Linked DNA regions of Mus musculus: region 1 is linked to region 2. Evidence: chromatin contacts called from public HiChIP or PLAC-seq data. All regions are on one chromosome and are shown on one strand. Each heading gives the region's core, a stretch centred on a gene start, on an enhancer-like site or on the middle of the called end of the contact. The rest is flanking DNA. Distances are from core to core; before and after follow the strand shown.

Region 1 (2,700 bases), core at 168-2,667, 70 kb after region 2:
TAAACAGGAAGCGCTCAACACAGCCCCTGCAAACAGGCAGCGGTTAAGGCAGGCAAGCCAGGGCAGGGGCTCACAGGATGCTACCCATCATCCTAATCTCCCTGTCCTTGCCCAGCAGGGCTCCACCCCTAGTCTTCATTGCATCTTTGTATTGCTCCCCAGAGTGGAAAAACCTGTGTGGAAGTATTTGAATGCCACGCCTAGGCCAGATTTTCATATAATGACATTCAACCAGCAAGGCGGGGGCGAAAGTACCTTTCATTTGGCTTCTAGATGGAGCGATGGAGCATCACACTCACAGCCCATCCTTCTTAGCTCAGGATCACATCCTGGACTTGACTCTGGGAGAGGGAGTCTGGGAGAGGCTGAGTTAGATCAAGGCAAACCCACATCATGGAAGGAGAGAACTGAATCCTGCAAGGGGCCCTCTGACCTTCATACACCGGTCATAACACCTCTACACACACACACACACACACACACACACACACACACACACACACAAAATAAATGCAGTTTAGAAAGTATCTCAGAGTCATAGTATTCTAATCTCTATGCATCCAAAATCCAGGGCATGCCCAGTGTGGATAGCTGTGTTCTAACCATTGATCCTGTTGTGAATTGGATCAGGTTTGGAAACTCTTCCTACCGCAACCATCCAGAAGGGGGCCAGCACCTGGGCAGGGAGATCAACCTGAAAACTGGTCAAAGGAGCCCCCCTAGCTTCTGGCTTGAGGGAATAGGATATGTGTCTTTAAAGAGGCAAGAAAGAGTTTTGTTTTTCATAGAGCTTAAGTGGAGCTAGGCTTTTTTTTCTTCTTCTTCTTTTTATGTCTTGCTTTACTAACAATTTCATGTTTATATATTTTGATCTTACTCACCTGGTACTAGCCTCTCCTACCTCTGTTTTGAGAGCTTCCTCCCAATAAGTCCTCCTTCGCTCTTGAGACAGAAGTTCATATATTTCAGGGTGTCCTAGAACTCAGAACATTCTGTTTCCAAGGAGAATCATCCTTGCTGGTATTGCCTGCTTGTGCCACCACATCCAACTTTATCCAGGGCTCTGCGTATGCCAGGCAAGCGCTTGATTAACTGAGCTACATGCTACGTCCCCAGCCTAAGAAGAGACTAGTTTTTAACGAGGAGAATGAGATGATTTGGGGACCAAGAGTCAAGTCCGGGATGCCTTTTATCTAAAATCTGAAGGCTCTGGCCCCAGGTGGTTAGGAAGAACGCGGTTGCAACTAGGGTTATGGGGGACGGAGGGAGGAGATCTGTGCTGGGGTGAAGCACAGCCCCACGCCCCCCCCACGCCCCGCCCCGCTGCAGCTCAGCCCCGGGGAGTGTGGTTCGAGCCCTGGGTGCAGCTCCCGCGCAGGGGCGGGTCCCGCGCTCAGCTCCAGCCCTCGGTGGGGCGGGGCCGCGAGCGCGCTGTCACCCGGAAGACGTCGCGGCCGGTAGGCTCCGGCTGGACCTCTTGGGGCTCCTTGCCGGGAGGGGAGACAGCGGGGCTGCAGGCGGCGAGATGCTCGGTCCCACGGTGCTGGGCACGGTCGTAGCCGCGCTGGTGGCTTCAATGCTACTGTTGCAGAGTGGGGACGAGGGGTCCGGGGCTGCTCCCAGGTAACCCCGGGTAGGGAATGGAGCCGGGCCCTGCAGCCCTGCCCAAGCAGGCTGGGTTACCGTGGGCTGCGAGGCTTGGTGGCATAGAGACAACCTGGGCTCATCCAGCCGGGCACCTGTGAGGTGCTCGGATTGGCCACTGTCTGAGCTGTGACTCAGCACTTCCCTAGGGTTGGGACTGTGTAGAGTGAGTCTCTTCTGCCCAACAGTTAACAACCCTTGTCCCCCAGGGTAAAGAGTGTCACCTAGCACTCTGAGACAGGACCCACGGGTGTTGTTTCCCCAGCATGGCGGACAAGGAAGCACTGCCGAAGCTTCGGGAAGACTTCAAGATGCAGAATAAATCCGTCTTTATTTTGGGCGCCAGCGGGGAAACTGGCAAAGTACTTTTAAAGGAAATCCTGGGACAGAACCTGTTTTCCAAAGTAACGCTCATTGGTCGGAGGAAGCTCACCTTCGAGGAGGAAGCTTATAAAAATGTGGTGGGTATTTGAGCTGGGGCTAAAAGGGAATGTAGCTGCAACCATTTTGCTGAGGGGAAGGTGTCCATTATCCAAAGGCCAGGTGGTGGTGGAGACATAGAAATCATCAAAATTGGGCACGATGGATTTAGAAGAGCCCTTCCATTAATCCCTGGGTTGTGACTGGCTTGTAGGCCTGCCTTTTACACTCTAGCGTCCTGCAATGCAGTCCTGTGTTCAGAACTTAGATTGGAATGGGGTATGGTAGTCAGAGAAAGGCGCTGTTTATAGTTCCTAGAGCGCACTGCTTGCACATTTTGCTTACCAGTGTGTTTCACAATATCAGAATGGAAAAGTGTGACAAGGACTTTTCTCCCAAGCAGGAATCCACCCCACAGCCCCTGACTCCCCAGACTTGTGTGTTTGTAAACACATACTGGCTTCCTGAAGTTACAGCAAATGGTAATGCCAGACTTCCATCTGGAAATGATGCCCAAGTATCTTAAATTGGAGAGTCGTGGACATTCTGTTCTCCAGTAAACAAGAGTTACCTATCAACTGCAGCAAATTAAACAGCGTAGTGTGCTGCTGGGACCTCAAAGCAGTCTCCCATGGG
Region 2 (2,700 bases), core at 50-2,549:
TAGGCCTTAGATGGGCGTCCTATAAAAGGACAGTGTTTCCGTTGCTATTCCTGTGCAGCAGATTAATCCTAACTGAGAGCTGGTTCCACTGCAGGTCGCTGGATGAGGGAATTCTAGAGATTACAGGCCAGGACTGTTAACTTGCATGCCTCAGCTGGAGAGGGACTCTGATCTGGACCCCTGGCTCTCTGTGAACCCCAATTGTTTGGCCTGGGAGCAACCATGGGCAGTATAAGTGGGAATTCTGAAAATCACAGGAAGTCCTAGACAGTGTGGGTCACTGCTGACAGACAGGTCCTCCGCTAGGTTTGCCTGCATTTGAAATTGTGACCTGAAACGGATGTCAGTCAGGAGCATCCTTCTATGGTGCTTCTAAGGTGACGGCAACTGTGCCGATTAACGCTCATTGTCAACTTGACTGGATCTAGGAGTGTGTTTCTGACTGTGGTTAGGAAGGTGTTTCCAGGAAGGTTAGCTGGAGAGGGAAGACAAATCCTGGTTGTGAGTGACACACTCGGTAGGCAGGGGACCTAGAACTGAATAGAGCAGGGGAAGTGAACGGAGCAGGAACAATCATCTCTCTGCTTCCTGCCTCCTGCCTGGGCACAGTGCGACCAGCCGACTCACACTCCCGTGTCCCGTTCCCCCTTCCCCGCACCCCACCCCCTCCATGTTGGGCTTCTGCCCTTGTTTCTTGCCAGGCATTTGATTCCCCCCACCCCCCTGGAGGCGTGTTTCACAGGATCAAAGGCTACAAACCAAACTTTAGTGGGTACAATACACCCCCTTAATGCCGAGGCTATCTATATCTGTCTCACTATAATCATTTCCTCCCCAGCTACCCCTTCATAGAAAGCTCTCAGGCGTCAATTAGGACACGAAGCCTCAAAAGCTGCCTAGCCCCAGCCTGGCTACCAATGCTCACACCAAAGTGGATACCAGTCCGGGCTTAGCTACAGAGAGTCTCTTCCCAGGACTTAGAAATTCAGGCGGAGGGAGCAGTTGACTGCTGTGGGTTATTAGAGCTGCAGGGGTGCGGTCCACTCCTTAAATTCCAGTGCTTGGGGAGACAACTGCAAGAAGATCTGCAAATTCAAGACCAGCCTGCTCTACATAGCAAGTTTCAGAAGAGCCAGGGGGTACATGAGAGACCTGTCTCAAAAAAAAAAAAAAAAAAAAAAAAAGTTCTCTTCAAACTGGATCTTAAGGGGAAAGAAGAAAAGGTTAACAGAGGAAGCAATCTGTGAAGGAAAAAGAGATTGGAAAGGAGCCATAACAAGAGCTCTCCAGGGCTCCAGGCAGCAGGGAGTGCAGTGTGAGGTGGAGGTGGGAGGGGTGGGGGATGGGAGGACTTTAGCAATGTGACAAGACTTTCACTTGCAAACTTTGACAGTTTGTTTTGTTTGTTTGTTTTTCCCCCTCTGAGACGGGGTTTTTCTGTGTAGCCCTGGCTGTCCTGGAACTTGCTCTGTACACCAGGCTGGCCTCCTCGAGCTCACAGATCTGCCTCCCAAAAGCTGGGATTAAAGGTGTGTGCCACCACTGCCTGGTTGGAGTTTGCATTCTTTACAAGCTTAGTCTGACTAGGACACCGTGCGATCTCCAGGCAGGCTTCCCGGCCTTCTCATCTAAGCATATCTTAAGTCCGATTGATACTCAGAGAGCCCCCACTAAGGAATCACTGTAATCAGGCATTGGCGTCGAGGGAGTTATTAGTTTAGTTATTTTTCTGTAGGGCCTATCAGTTCCAAAGGAAAGGAGGCCATAGCTACAAGAAAGGGATGGGGACAGGCAAGGAAGGTGTGGCTGCAGGAGCCACCCTCAAATCTACAGAGGAAGTAAAGAGAAAGAACAGGAAGTGCGGTGAGGCTAAGAACTCTCAGATCCCACCCCTAGTAATGTATTTTCTCTATCAGGCTCCACCTCTTAAAGGTCCCATAACCTTCCCAAACAGCACTACAAACTGGGGATCTGGTGTTGAAATACGTGAGCCTATGGGAGGCGTTCCTTATTCAAACCGCCACAGTTCCCAAACTTCACACCTTCAAAGAATAAGAATCACATTGTCTTTCCTGTGCCTGTCAGATCAGGACATAGCAACTTGAAAATACTAACTAGAATCTGTTAACTCCGGCCAGGAGACTTTAACCCGGATCATTCGATCGATTGGCCATCAAGTTGATGCTGTATTAGTTTCTTTTCTGTGCCTGGGGTGACCAAGGAAACTTCTAGAAGGAAGGATTTACTTGGGTTTATGGTTCTGGCGGGTCCATCACAGCAGGGAAGCATGGCAGAAAGATTAATAATTAACTATAGATGATAGATGACAGCTTTGTCACTTGTCTAGCTCACCTATAAACATGCTTGGTTAATTGTTGAGAAATTCATTTTCATCACTATAACTTGCTTTGTTAATTTCTTTCCTTTTATTCTTTCTTTTTTGTTATTGTGTTTATTTGTTGCTCAAGACAGGGTTTCTCTGTGTGTCTCTGACTGTCCCCAAACTTGCTCTGTAGACCAGGTAGGCCTTGATCTCACAGAGATCCACCTGCCTCTGCCTCCTGAGTGCTGGGACTAAAGGTGTGTGCTGCCATGCCTGGCTTTGCTTTGTTAATTTCATTGATGATTTTTCTTGACTTTGAACACATTTGAGTTGAGGAAGTCAGCACTCTCATTCACAATCTTTTCTTTATGGACTAT

The links. HiChIP or PLAC-seq counts read pairs in DNA pulled down with a chosen protein or histone mark.
Region 1: an H3K27ac HiChIP or PLAC-seq map of embryonic stem cells shows a contact between it and region 2, with 6 read pairs. The contact joins the promoter of Htatip2 here to the enhancer-like site in region 2. A contact is called at or near these places in 4 of 39 promoter capture datasets (the C10 cell line, cranial neural crest, liver and 1 more), 5 of 484 Hi-C or Micro-C datasets (cerebral cortex, forebrain, muscle stem cells and 1 more), 4 of 115 datasets of contacts at active chromatin or transcription factors (embryonic forebrain, embryonic hindbrain and embryonic stem cells) and 2 of 9 other capture datasets (adipose tissue and pancreatic islet).

Annotation. Positions count from the first base shown.
Region 1 is chr7:49,757,689-49,760,388 of GRCm38.p6, forward strand. It overlaps Htatip2 (HIV-1 Tat interactive protein 2), which reads left to right and starts at 1,418. Exons shown (of 6, transcript NM_016865.3): 1 at 1,418-1,623; 2 at 1,910-2,105. The coding sequence starts at 1,526.
Region 2 is chr7:49,687,877-49,690,576 of GRCm38.p6, forward strand. No RefSeq gene overlaps it. Among named protein-coding and RNA genes, the nearest start is that of Gm45985, 49 kb to the left of the region's middle. Within about 2 kb of position 1,300, at least 15 of the 459 cell types and tissues checked have an H3K27ac peak or open chromatin away from gene starts, as enhancers often do. A contact at or near this core is called in embryonic stem cells, where this site is marked.